Regions from separate parts of the Anas platyrhynchos genome. Here regions 1 and 3 are each linked to region 2. The links are chromatin contacts, called in public Hi-C maps. All regions are on one chromosome and are shown on one strand. The core of a region is the stretch at or near the end of the contact, and the rest is flanking DNA. Distances in the headings are between cores, read along the strand shown.

The links. A called contact is a pair of places that touch in the nucleus more often than the background predicts.
Region 1: a contact with region 2 is called in a Hi-C map of F1 follicle, with 1.9 times the contacts expected there. The contact joins two enhancer-like sites. A contact is called at or near these places in 4 of 8 Hi-C or Micro-C datasets (F1 follicle, skeletal muscle and subcutaneous adipose tissue).
Region 3: a Hi-C map of subcutaneous adipose tissue shows a contact between it and region 2, with 4 times the contacts expected there. The contact joins the promoter of TXNRD2 here to the enhancer-like site in region 2. A contact is called at or near these places in 3 of 8 Hi-C or Micro-C datasets (liver, skeletal muscle and subcutaneous adipose tissue).

The regions. Positions count from the first base shown.
Region 1 is chr16:10,783,771-10,788,270 of IASCAAS_PekinDuck_T2T, reverse strand. All of the region lies in intron 10 of ARVCF (ARVCF delta catenin family member), which reads left to right. Among named protein-coding and RNA genes, the nearest start is that of TXNRD2, 54 kb to the right of the region's middle. Within about 2 kb of position 1,605, at least 3 of the 8 cell types and tissues checked have an H3K27ac peak or open chromatin away from gene starts, as enhancers often do. A contact at or near this core is called in F1 follicle, where this site is marked.
Region 2 is chr16:10,960,789-10,965,132 of IASCAAS_PekinDuck_T2T, reverse strand. The region is part of intron 3 of ARVCF (ARVCF delta catenin family member); the gene reads left to right. Among named protein-coding and RNA genes, the nearest start is that of ARVCF, 77 kb to the left of the region's middle. Within about 2 kb of position 1,947, at least 2 of the 8 cell types and tissues checked have an H3K27ac peak or open chromatin away from gene starts, as enhancers often do. A contact at or near this core is called in F1 follicle, where this site is marked.
Region 3 is chr16:10,728,551-10,733,633 of IASCAAS_PekinDuck_T2T, reverse strand. TXNRD2 (thioredoxin reductase 2) reads left to right here and starts at 1,706. Exons shown (of 17, transcript XM_072024640.1): 1 at 1,706-1,857; 2 at 2,976-3,041; 3 at 3,751-3,807; 4 at 4,450-4,594; 5 at 4,908-4,982. The coding sequence starts at 1,782. It overlaps COMT (catechol-O-methyltransferase), which reads right to left and starts at 2,592. Exons shown (of 5, transcript XM_005024379.6): 1 at 2,458-2,592.

The DNA.
Region 1 (4,500 bases), core at 356-2,855, 180 kb after region 2:
GAGACTTCGCTGCATAGGCTTGAAAAAAAAGCCTTTGTTGTTGAGCAGTGTGTTGGATGCTGTTGGGAGAAATGCTGCTTGCAGGTTGCTTGGAAGTGGAAGATCTGTTATAGCTTTAAAATACCTGCTCGTAGAAAACAGTGTGCTGGAACTCACACAAGGTCAAAATGGGTTGTGTTTAATTGAGCTGTCTCTTTGTTAAATTGCATAGTCTTTGATATGAAACGGAATACAACTAATCTCATACAAAGCAATCTCTGTAAGAGGAGATACCCCAATGACAGCTTGTGGAGCTTGGGAAACCTAAAAAATAATAGGAAAGGCAAAAGACAGTTTGCTTTCTCAGGCATCCTTACTTCTCCTGTGCTGCCTTGCCCTCCCATTTCCTCTCTTGCTGCCCTTCTGCCTTCCCTGAGACTAGCCCCTTGTTTTTTTGCATACCTCCATGCTTTGAAGTGCTGATAGCATTCCTGTTACATCCTTGGCAGGGCTGGGGGACTGCTTCCCTTTTGAACTCGTGAGCCATTGCTTTTTTCATTGGGGGAGTAGGTGGTAAACTGGGAAGAGTTGACATAATTTTAGAACTTGAGTGACTGGGTAGATTAGTTGGAAAGGTCACACACTATGGCCGTATTCGTTTTCTAAATAGAAAACCTCCTCTTAAATATTCCCTCAAGCCTGATTTGAGTCTCATGTGTCCCATATTATTCTGGTTGTTCTTTTCAACACCATTTAAAGGCAGCTCTGTCTTTCTTCAGTGCTCCTGCTCAGCGGTGGATGCTGCATTCTTGGCTGAGTCTCTGCAATAAGCATAATACCTGCCCTGACTTGTGCTCTGCCCTGACGTGAAAGCTAGAAAAACTCTTCATAATGTTCCACCTATTATTTCTTCTTCATCCATTGGAGAAATTTGCGCTGCCTCTGTTGTATGACATTCAGTATTCTACATGTATCTGTATCGAGCTGCATTCGCCATCGATTATTCCAAGCGTTTGGCTCTGTTGGAGCTGGCTGCGTTTTCGCTGCTGTTAAGCCTTTCAATTAGAATAATCTTGCAAGTTTATATTGGCATTCAAGCTGTGCACCGGGTGCTGAAGCACAGCATACAGATGGAATGGAGCTGATGGTTTTTTTTGTTTGTTTTTTTATTTTATTTTAAGGCTCTGATTACTGTTTTTATAAACTAACCAGATGCCTCCCCCGGCCTTCTGTGTTGTTTTTGGTGTTTTTGTTTTTTTCATGTAGCGTACTATGAATCTGCAGGGTGAGGCTTCCTGGAATGGGAGGTGTTGTGCTGCTAGACTGACTTGCTGCTTAGTAATGAAAATATATCTGTAGAAAATGATTATGAATTCTGGCTTGCAACTGTTTAACTTGCAAACAATGAATTGCATAGTTTTTAATGAAGTTACCAGCCTCCTGTCAGGAGAGGGCAAGAGTCTGAGATGTGTGGAGCTTTTCCTTCTTGCAGAATCAAATTCTTAGGTTCTTTTACTGACATGAGGCTTCTCTTTTGGCTCATAGCTTCCTAGTTGCTTAGGCAGCTGCTTTCTTTTCCTACAAAGTCTGTTAGCGTATGACCTTGCAGAGAAGTTGCAGTTTGGGCTCCACTCGCTCCATCTGCTGGTAGCTGTCACATCTTGCGCCCTGAATTGGCCGGCACAGAGGATGAGTGTATTAGCAAGTGGTGCAGCTCTGTATGAGGAGATCAGCCCTTGAACTTCCTCACGTTGCTGGTCAGCACACCCTCAGTGCGGTCCTGGAGTGCATCTGGTGGTTTAATTTCATCCCAAGATGGGTCCAGATGGTGCTCTGACTGCTCTGTGTTGGGAACCAAAGTGCAGTAAGTGCAGGGCAACTGGGAAATTTATTTCAGAATTGGACTGAATTAAAACACTACAGTAAACGTGCCTGTGGACACTGCAAGAACAAGTAACTGTAAGAGTTTGTTTTAGTGATTTTTTTTTTGTTTGTTTGTTTGGGGTAAGGTGGTGTTGTTGGTGGTGGTAGTTTGTTTTTCTTATGGTAGTGTCCCCTGCATCTTTCTAGCTTGGTATGAAATTTGCTTCTCTTTTTAAACAGTAAGTCAGAATTTTTGTCAAAATAGAAATAAAGCAGCATGTCTGCTCTAGCAATAGGACTCTAATCTGACCAATGTGTGCATGTGTATAATTTCCCATGCCTGTAGGGTGACAATAAATCCTAAATGATGTGAGTGGGAAAGAGAATTTGATTTGGCCACCTTGCTCCAAAGAGTGATGTCTAAATCTGGGATTAATCAGGTATATCAGAGAGAGGCACCTGGTGCAATAATGTGTGTTATTGCCAGAATGTAGCTAAGTATAGGCACGGTATCATCACTGCCAAGATGAAAGCAAATAAGTTTGTAGATGAGATGATCCACAAAGTGCTGCATCATTCTCAGCACACCAAACGCTGAATGGATCAAGATGGCTATTCACTTAATTCCTCAGGTCTTTTCCATGCAGGATTGAAATTGCTGTCTATGCTCTTACTGTTCTGTGGGTGAATAAAGGATAATCCACTTGGCAGCATTTGGTAGGGTGAACTTCACACCGAGCCAATCCCATTGCCAGTCTTGAGCAACTTGGATGGAAAGAAGCTCATCTTCCTTTTTTCCGAAATTTGCAACCACAGCATGTTGGTGAAGATAGTCTAATGTGCAAGATCTTTCTTTGTATAAACATTCATGCCAGTGGTTGGGGGGAATGTGTAGATGCTGTCAAATGTGTGACACTCACAATGACATCAGTGTCCAGGGCATTTTCTGCTTCTCTAAAAGGGAAAAGCTCGTAGAGCCAAATTGTTTGCTTTGCATTTTGCAGATGTGTGTGTGAGCAATAAATGGCTTATTCCCAAGTGTAGATTGCAGCTCAGCACAAATCTATAACCTCTGGAAAAAGGCTCATTTAATCTGGGAGAAATTATCTTTTTAAAAGGCAGTGCTGAATCTGGGCTGTAATTGCAACAGTTTTTAAAGGAAAAGAAAAACAGTGGGTGTTTTTTCTCATTTGATATATTACCTATGGCTAATGACCCTCTTTTCTCTTTTCCATTTAAAAGATGGACATAAGCAATTAGCCATATATTGCACAAAAGCGGCATTACCTGAAAAAATAATTAAGATGATCCTGAAATTAAGGAAATCATTTTAGAAGAGAAGCAGGTGCTTAATGGAGGTGAGACCAGCTGTGCTTCCCAGGAACGTGCTTGAAGCACTTCGTGGAAAATGTGCAAGGCCTCCACACAACGCTGGAAGGGAACGTATAATAATTCAGATAAATTGCATTCTATAAATAGCAGAGCTGAACTCATTAGGACAGGAGACAGATGGAGAAAAGACAAAACTTGTTTGTTTCTTTTTAAGGGACTGTAATGCTTATGGGAAGTGTCAGCTTGTCGTCAGTGAGGGAAAAACCCTCCGGTGCAGGAGCAAGTTTCTTGCTATTAGGTTCTCATCTCTGCTAATGAGCAGCTATCCATGAGGGGCATTCCTAATACTTTGGTTTAGTAATTCCTGCATTTTTCGGGCATAGCCAGACTTACACAGAAGTGTTGCAGTGCTGGAAGTGCGCAGCAGGTGTGGAGCCCCCAGCTGGGGCAATGACACGATGGAGGACAGCATCTCATCTATGGTGCATAGCACTTGCTAACTCCTTTTGAAACAGGTGTTAATGGAGCAGAGGCAGAAAGGTAGATGGAAAATGGGGCTGTGTGGAGTGAAGTGGGAGTCATCCACCAAGCTGGCTAAGAGATTATGCCCCAAAGCAAAAACGTACTGGCAATTGGTGGAAGAAATTCCAAGTTTTATTGAACGGAGAAGGTGGGAGACACGGAGACGTTTCTGAGACGCTCTTACATTGGTAAGTAGGAAAAAGGAGAGGCTTTCATGCATGAAGAGAAGTAATGACAGCAGGCAGGTGGGGGGTGCGTGACTGGAATGCAGCTCGGACTGCAGGAGGTAAGCGGAGGTGAGAGGGTTATTGCTTCTGTGTGCATCCGAGTATTCAAACCCAGGGAGGTGCTGAGAAGGAAGAAGGAATCCAGCCAAAGTCCAGCCAAAAAGGAACAGACAGGCTGACAGAAAGGGCAAATTGTAGACTGCGCTGAAATCACAGAAGAGGGTGAACTTGTGGGGATGTTTCCAAGTGTGCTGCAATTATGACTAGGCAATTTAAAATGAAGCCATCAGAAGAGGACTGCAGAACTGCCTTCTGTTCAGTCACACACAGTTCTGAGCTCAAATACAGATGCGCTAAATGTTCTGTATGAATATTGTTAATTAACCTACCTTCAGCTTTTTGCTTATCTGATTTGTGTTTCAGCAAAGCTTCCTTGAAAGATAAGTTTCCAAATTCCAGTAAGCTATCCGAAGAGATTTTTTAAGTATTAGTGTTCCGGAAAGTAATACTACACACTGCTCAGGCAGCACTGCTTTTTCTTGAGGAGTTCTTAGATTGCCAATTCACCTTGTGAAGT
Region 2 (4,344 bases), core at 698-3,197:
CCATACACCACTGGGTAACCAGAGCTGGAGCAATTCCAGGCATTAACCCAAAGAAAGGCTTGACATTTTTGTCGGTCTCTAAGGTAGGCTGCTTGCTCTTAAGGGCTGACATTCCTCATGGCAGTTGGACCAAAAAATGTGAAGTGACCACCACAAAAGTGAAGCCTTAATATTGACTGCGAAAGCTTTCATCCTCCTCTGTCTTAACATCTTTCTGGCAGATATATTTCATTTGATTTTTGTGTGTGTGTGTTTGTGTGTGGGGGTTAATGGCTTGGCAGGTACAGGGATATTAATAAATAATTCTTAATTATAAGCTCTATTGAATTATTAAAAGAGGAGATAATATCTCTTTATGACAATATTGTACGTAACACAGCTAGCTTATGAAATCAAAAGGGATAAAATAATAATTTGCACAGTCAGATATGTTGAAGCCACAGAGGCCGGGAACAAGACTTGAAGATCATTGATCTGTCTGTGAGCAGAACCAGAGTACAGGCAGGGAGTTCAGCAAAATAACCTGCTGGTGTGTCAATTAAATCTCTCTAGTAAACCATCCAAACAAGTGAGATTCTGCTTCAGGCATTTGGTGTCTGTTTCTCTAGCAGTAGTTTATTCACTACTGGACAATTTTAATGATTAAATAGTAGTTTTCTGTTGTTTGTTTACATCTTCAAGGCACTATCCAACAAGTTTTTGCAGGGACGGTTGCAGTAAATGTCTGAATGATCCTGATTTTAGCGATAGAATAAACAGCTAGCAATCAGTGTTAAATGAGAGGCCAAAACTGAACTGAAGTTCGTAGTTCTCCAGCATTGTCCTGTAGGAAATAACCACGTCATCTTAGACACTGTCTATGATGAAAATACAATATATATGTATGTTATAAAAAGTAGGCGATTTAGCCTATAAAAATTGCGATGTGATTTATTTTTTACCCTGTATTGTCACTTTGTTTTTCAAAATAGGTATGAATGCTGGGCACCAATGATCCCTAGTCATGGACCAGGCATGCATTTAGGTTTTAGAGACAGATTTTTATAACTGACTGTTGAAGATTTTGAATTATTTTGAAGGATGGGAGTCTAGATGTAAACTTACTCTCTCTGTGTCAGCTTAATTAAACTTGGTTCTTCTGTATTTACAGAAACAGAAGGACTCACTTAACTCACTCCAGAGACGTACTATATGAGGGTGTCTTAGATTAGTTTCATCATAGCGAAGTGAGCGGCAGTCAAGGTTATGTTTACAACTTTATTTCTATTACCTTATGAAACTCCCAGGGACATTTGAGTTTGCAGCGTACCGTTTCTTGTTCTGGAGAACTTCCAGAACAAATTAACAAATTTGGTTGCAGGCAAAACAGCTTTAGAAGACCCATCTGAAGTGCAAAATACTGTAAAGACAACGACTGTATTAGGTTGTACGAAGTAAATAAAAACTAGTTTTAGATTACATCACATTAAAATGTAGGACCATATGGCCTAGCCCTGTTTCGCTTACGATAAATGCGGTGTACTCCAAAATCTGCCTCAAGTTTCTGTTGCTTCTCAGGTTGTCATGGGAGCTTCTGACACAATACTGAGAAGATAAAAAGAAAAAAGCTGAGCGAGCTCTGAGTGCAGTGTTGTGGTGGAATAGACGAAGGATGAACTTGAAGACACTGCCAATTTCTCCATGAGAAACCTAGTATAATATACAATAAGAAATATGTAGAAAATTGATACCTTTGGTACTCAAAAGTGTTCAGAAGCATCCCCCAGATTTGTAATTTACAATCTACTGTGGATTGTATAATTTCCTGCCTTTCCTTGCAGGAGGGATCATTTGATGGAAAGACTGATCGTGCAAGGGTCTGGCTGCAAACCACAGTGTTGTGCCATGTTTCAGGGAGCTGAGAGAAATGCTTGTTGTGCTATTCTGTAGTGTTTGGGCTGTGCTATAGATGTTTTCTACTGCTGTAGTAGAACATCGAGATTCATTATCTAGGATAGCAGGCTACTTTCCTTCTGTGTGTAACATTATCCTGAGAAAGCAGTACTGTAATTTTGTTTGTTTGTACTTTTCCTTGGCATCAGGTATTGGCCACTGTTAGGGTAGAAGTCCGGAGTACTGGAATAGCTGAAATAGCCAGTCTTCTTGCGCTGAAGTTGAATTTGTTCCAATTTCTACGTATTTTTAGATACTGTAGCATGAAACTTCATGCCCTCCAAACCATGGCTTCAGGGCAGTAGCACTCCTGTGGCAGTTCCCCTGATGCCAGTAGGACTGATGGCATGAGCACAGAGCACAATCTGTGTCCGTTCTTTTCTCATTACTTAATGAAGCACATTAACTATCACAGCTTGTTCTTCAGAGTAAATTTTGACACAGTCTATACATTTATGCATAAATTTCAAGTAGAAAGGGGAATATTTCTCTGTGTAATGAGAATTTGTAGTAGTACCTGTTGTTCTAGGCAGTATGGTTATTAATAGAGTGGAGAAATTTTAAGTCCAAGGGCTGCCTATGGTGAATGAGTCTGAATAAATTGGTATAATAAACTGAAAGGAAAACACAGCACTTAGAATGGCATTTTCAGCTTTCTTCACGTGTTTCTGTATAAAGAGGATTTTTTAATGATCTGATTTCTTTCTCAGGTGGACTCAGAAGAGCAGTTTTACATAAAGAAGGAACAAAGTGAATGTTACACAATTTTACAGTGACGGGAGAAATAAAATTTCAAGGTTATGACTGGGTAACTTATATTACCAGATATGATTCAAGATGAACACTGTGCCCACGTTACCCCATTTGATTTAACTGCATCCTCTTTAATGAAATGGAAATATAAAACGATCAGAATTCCACTTGGGGACATTCCTCTCTAAACCAAGAAAAAGTATACTTCTGTCCTCTAAAATTAGTTCAATTATCTCAATTTAAGTGTGATTTTTAAGTCTCACGGTTTTGGATACAGCTTGACAGCTTTGGTTACTTTTATTTTGCTCTAACTTTCTACTTCCCTAACCAAGTAAGAGGGTGTCGGTATCCTTTCCTAACTTTTGTAACAACTATGCTTGATTTTGTATATGCGTAAGTGTTTATCACTGCTGTTGTGCCCATCAAACCCTTATCTGTACAGCACCCTCTCTCACACACACACACAAAGTTATGTTTATGGAGACTTACTGCAAAATAGTTTTATAACCTGAAGTACTTGTGGCAAATCAAAGGGAAATACTGTGGCATCTGTTTTTCACTGCTGACTTTTAATTGCAACTGCTACAAATTTAACAGCTAGCAGCTGACTTAATTGTGAAGAGCAACAAACCAGGCTATTCTTCATGCTTCCTTACATTTTTCATGCATACTTCCATTCTTGGTTACATGGTTTAATGTTGGACTTGGCAGTGCTAGGCTAAAGGTTGGACCAGATGATCTTAGAGGTCTTTTCCAATCTAAATGATTCAGTGATTCTCTCTACGATAAGTTTTATTTTTGCTTCAGTGTGCTTTTGGGATAGGAATGAAACCACTCTGTAACGTTCTTAAACTTCAGACCAAAAAAAAAAAAAAAAAGGAACACTGCCCTCTGCCAAAATAAACGCATGGAAAAGGACCCAGAAAAAAAGAAAGAACATAGGAAGATCTGAGAAGATCTTTAAAAAAAAATTACAGGCTTCCTGTAAGTTTTTTGTTTCACTTTAGGTGAGTTAATCCTAACCCCTCAACCATCAGTGGGAATTTAGGTACCTAAAGATCTTGGTGAACTTGGTCAGAGCTTCTCTTTACCTCCTGCTCTGCAGACCAATGCCGGCAGCACTGCGGCACCTGAGAGGCAGCGCACGTCCTGTGGTGAGGGTAGCTGTAATTACAGAGCCCAAGGCAGAGTTTCGAGTGATGGTGGCCAAGTGAGTTTCTTGATTTGGAAAAGCAATCCCAACCTAACTATTGTAACTGCTTTGAAAATCACCTCTCAGAGGTGTAGGGATATCACAGTATCTACTAAAAGAACCTGCAATACTTGTCAAAGCAGTGCATTAAGCCTGCTAGGCCTTGCTTATTCCTCAAATTCATGTTAACCCAATTAACATGATTAGTCATGTTTGAAGGCAGAGCTTGTGTTAGGAAGAGCAACAGACAAAAACTTGTGAGTCTTATAGAATTGAAGTATACCCTGTAACACTCTGCTTGCTTAAATACAATCAGAATAATGCATGTTTTTTGTAAAGAATTTAAGTATTAAATCCATTTAAAGCCTTGGCAGAGCACTGCGTCCAGCAACATAGCCATTACTGTGATTCCATTCAGGCAGTTTCAGTAAATTGCAGCAATAAAACTTCTGTTGCAGCAGCCAAGT
Region 3 (5,083 bases), core at 457-2,956, 230 kb after region 2:
GCCACATCTAAGGCCTTTTCTTAATAACAAGATAACATAATGCTGCTGGAACATTTTTTCACATAAATTTGCTGTGTCTTTGAGATTATTTAATTCTACCCTTGATCCTACTACAGCTGAACTAAATGCTGTGTGAAGAGCATATGCCCAACACTGCCTGATTCAATTCAGCATAGTGGCTAAACTGAACAGCTAAAACAACTTTGCATGCACATACCTGAAGAGCATAAGTGATTAGCATCTGAATATGCTCGAGGGTTTTTTTCATGTATAGGTCTCAGTGTGTTCTACTCATGTCTTTCTACCGCTGTTGCAGTGGGTAAGGAGTATCTTTAGTGATTTATTGATTGTACTGCTGTAGAATACAAGGTTTTCAGCCTTTTATTTCCAGCAGTGATACTGGACAACTCATCGACCGTTAGTAACTCCCGTTTCATGTATTTGCAAACATTAACTGAGAGGAAAAAAATATAATTATCTGACCTACACTAGGAGGTGATACTAGTTATACAAAAAGTTTCTTTTGAGCATGTACTGCCACTTCCCCTGGACTATGGATCAGATGGATGTTTCTGGTACAAAATGGTTAGATGCTGCCCCCTTGTGAGACAAGCCCTTACTCCAAAGCCAGCTGAACACAACTGCCTAAAACTGTTTTCTGTCACCAGCTCCTTCTCCCTAAGAGGAAGGAGCTGATTTCTTTGTCCTAAATTGATTTGACCATGGTGATATTTATTATATGCGACCCACTTTGTACAGCAGCAGGTAGAGCTACTAATATGCTGCAATACAGACCAACAGCCAACACTTCTGACAGAGAACAACCTTGTTCCCTGTGGTATGGTTTTGCTCAACACCTACTATGAAACCTTTTACCTTGGGCTGTCAAAATACATTACAAGCATTAATAACTCCCATCTGAAGCAGGTCAGCAGCTTCACCCCTGTTTAACCAACAGAAGATGTGGGGCACCAAAAGGGTCATCCAAAGCCTGCGAAGTCTGGTGGTGCTCTGACAGGCTGTGCTGTGTGGACATTTGCCCTGTCGCTGTTAAACCTTGCACTAAAGCTGTTGGTGCTGGTCTCCCTCACTGACATGTGGTGTGGGCCCAGCCCCACCATTTTGGCTGAGGTCAGCCAGGAGTCCCTCGCTCCTGCTCACAACGCTGGAAGCGCTTCAGTCACGGGAACCTGAGCCAACACGACAACTTGACTGTAATGCCTCGTGGGAGGGAAGGACTTTATTCACACTGCTTTCTCAGGGGGCTTTAACTTTGTGTACAGCACCTGAGGCACCTGTGGAAGCGGTTCTGACAACCCGCACCCCTCATGCACAAGGGACGCACAGCTTCAGAGGAGAAAACAGGACTTTGGGTATTGGTAACGGCTCTGGGCAGCTGTGCTCCTTTTCCTTCCTAAAAACCTTCCCTGACCCTCCTCTGCAGCTTTATGTTAACGGCAAGCCAGGCAAGAAAAGCACTGTGTGTTTTTTCCCCCCTTTCCAAAAAAGTTCGATTTTAACTCTAACTGGAGCCGGTGTCCACCTGCTAAAAAAAAAAAAAAAAAAAAAAAACTGCAGCTCTCGCAGCGGCTGAAGAAGCCGGAGCTCGGGGGCGAGCAGAGCGGGCGCCCCACGGGTAGGGGAGCAGCAGGCTCCCCTCAGGGCTGCTCGCCAGGGCACCGCCATCAGCGCCCTCCGCTCAGGCGCTGCTCGGCCGCCTCCGCGGGGTCCTGGCGCGGCGCGGCGGGGCGGCCCGTTGCCGCCCAGCGTTGCCGTACAGCATGGCGGCGCTGTGGTGGAGGCGGCGGCGTCTCCCGGGCGCGGCGGGGCTGTGCCGTACGGCGCGAGCCCTCTCAGGTACGGGGCGGCCGCGCGGAGGCCGCGCCTCTGCCTCGGTTCTCGCGGCGGGCAGCGGGCGGCCCGCTCCGCTCCGCTCCCCCCGCCACCCGGTGTGAGGCACGAGAGGCCCGCGAGCGCCTTACCTGAGGGGCTGCTGCCGACAGCCGGGGCCGCCGCCGCCGCCCCCCTGAGGCGCCGCTCTGCCCCCTCAGCGGCCCGGCCGGGGCGGCTGTCGGGCTGCTGCCATCCTCAGGGGCTGCCGGAGCCGCCCCCCGGCGCTCCCGGCTGCCGTCCTCCTGAGGGAGGTCCTTCTGGGAGCCCTGCGGCCGCAGGTGGCTGTGAAGCAGGCGAGGCCGCCTGCCCCCTGCGCTGCGGTTTGTTGGGGAGGTCCCGAGGCGGTACAGGAGACCACCAGGGCTTCGCTTTAGGCTGACCCCGCCGTGACGGGGGGCTGCCAGCCGTCCCCGGGGGGCTGCACCGCTCAGAGCGGTCTCCACCCTGCGCCCAACACACAGCGGCTTAGGGGCTTCGAGGCTGCTGTGGGCTTGGCTGCCCTCCCCGAGCCGCTGGCAGCTCTTTGGAAGCCCTCCTGCCCTCGCTCAGAAAGTTCTGTCTCACCTTGGCATTTCTTCCACCGCCTCCAAGCCTCTCCGTTAGAATGGGCAGAGCTGTGGGGAGGCCGAGGTGGCAGAAGGGGCCAGCTGCCCTCAGCCTCACCACGCCTCTGCGAGTCCTGAGTTGCAGCTGAAGCTTTCGAGAGCGATAAGGTGACTGCTGAGAAATGTAGGGGTAGAAACTGCTGCGGTAACGCAGGAAGGGAAGGCCCGTACCAGACTCCAGCTGCAGCTGTCAAAGTATGCAGGAAGAGCTTCACAGGACATTGTGTAAAATGTAATTATTTTCCATTGTTGGATTGCTTTATTTCCTGCGTTTCATTTATAAAACCAGCCTCATCAGTTTTCATCATTTTTGGAAAGTGCTTTGGGACGCTGAGGAAACAGTGCTCTAGTAAAGGAAACACAAATCAACAATAATCAGTTGTGAAAAAAAAAAAAGCATACCATTTTCTATTTGCCTTTTAACATACCTTGCCTTTCTTGTCTGTTACTATTCCTACATTTCTCACATCTTCACAGGAAAGCCTGAGTATGATCTTCTGGTAATCGGTGGAGGATCTGGAGGCCTGGCTTGTGCAAAAGAAGGTCAGCATACATAAATAAGTAAAAGTTTTCTTTTAGCTTAAGTGGTTTTTATGGAAGCTAAGAGAAGCAATACTGAAAATGTTAAAGATGTCTAGGAAACAGTATCCTGTGCGTAAGCCCTGTGCTTTAATCATTAACTCAGCTCCATCTAGTTAATCTGCAAATTATTCACACCCTCAGGTGTGGTAATCTTACTTGGCTTTCCAGTTACTCTTTTTTAAAAGTATTTCTTCTGTTATCACAGGAAAATCTAATAAACATTTATTTCACTGTTACTGTGTGCCTCTGAGTGCCTCCATAGATTTTCTTTGTTACTTATTATACTTTTTCTTATTTATGAATTAAAACAACAGTACTTTCAGGCTGTTTGGAATTGTTTAACTTCTGTAGAGAACTTTTTCCTCTTTGTAATGCATTACCCTTATGTAACATGTTCAGTAACACACAAGGTTCTTAAACATCTCATTTGGCATCACATCGTATTTTTAGGGTTGGCAGAAGCTGGAAGCTCTAGTAAGGGTTATTAAGTGCCTTCTGGAGAATCTGCTGACTACATGGGTAGCCTGGGCTCTTAGTCTGGTATCTTGAATTGGTATAAACCACCAACTGTCATCTCCTGTATTCTTAATCTGTGCTTGTGCTACTGAATGTATTTCAATTTGTGCATTTCTTTGTCCTCTAAGTGCCTTTTCTTGTTTTTTGTTTAAAGCTGCTCAGTTTGGAAGGAAAGTGGCCGTTTTGGATTACGTGGAACCTTCTCCACAAGGTATGGAAAAGAAATACTAGGATATTTGGATATGTGTGTAAAGCCGTGGTCTGGCTGAGCAGGTTGATGCAGGCAGCAATGTGGCCAAAGCCACGCTGCATGCTTTGCTTGCAGTAAAGTCCTTATGCTGAGCTTGCTCGTTGCTTCCCAGCTCTACCTCCTTTTCCTGCATGCTGAGGTTGTTAGCAGTGTTTTATTTGTGATAGACTTTGGACTTAAATGCGTGAGAATATTGTCTGTCAAAATGTCTTTACAATTTCTGAAGCGTATGAATTGTGTTGTGTTAAGGCTCTTCATGCACAATGTGTAAAGTAAGGTCTGCAAATACAAATAATAAATGTGAAAGTGTAGTAATTGGATCTTCTGAAACCTGCAAAAAATCTTGAGATGCTTTGAATTTTAGAAGAAAAATACTTAGAGTTGGTCCTTATCAAAACATGTTAATGTAAGCATAGTCAAAAAGTGATCTGTAGGAGTAAATTGTGTGTTGTTTCAGAACATCTAATACTAATTGCATGAATAATCCAATTCTCTAAATAACCTAGTTGCATTAAGTAAAACTAACATGGTGTGTTTACTTTTTTTTTTTTTTTTTTTTTTTTTTTTTTTTTTTTTTTTTTTTTTTTTTTACTTTTTTTTAAGGAACCAAATGGGGACTTGGTGGAACTTGCGTGAATGTTGGTTGCATTCCTAAAAAGCTCATGCATCAAGCAGCCCTTTTAGGCAGTGCCCTTAAAGATGCCCAGCGCTATGGCTGGAATATAGCCCACCCTGTTCATCATAACTGGTAAAGAATATTGTCCCTATCTGCTCCTATGTTCTGAAAATGCATATGAAAACCTTTTCTTGTTGGTATTTATTTACAGTTAGAGAACTGAATTTTGGATGATGCTTTTTAGTCTACTCCTTGTTTTAAACACAAAACTGTAATTAATAGCTCATCTGGGCAGATATTATGTCAGTTTGCACTTGTTACCTTACTTTCATAACAAAAAAGTATTACAGAACATCATAATTTGTAGCAATTGCCTGTAAATTGAGTTGCATTATCTGAATTTGTAACATGATGATTTTATGTTCAATTTCTTGGTTTGTGATAGGTCAGAGATGGCTCAAGCTGTTCAGAATTACGTGAAGTCCTTGAACTGGGGACACAGAGTGCAGCTACAAGACAAGTAAATAAGACTTGAAGTTCATCTGTCCTCCCATAATCAAGGAGCTCTTGTAGAATTGTTGAATTGCCTTTGGAATTTCTCATTATAATTAGTATTTTTAG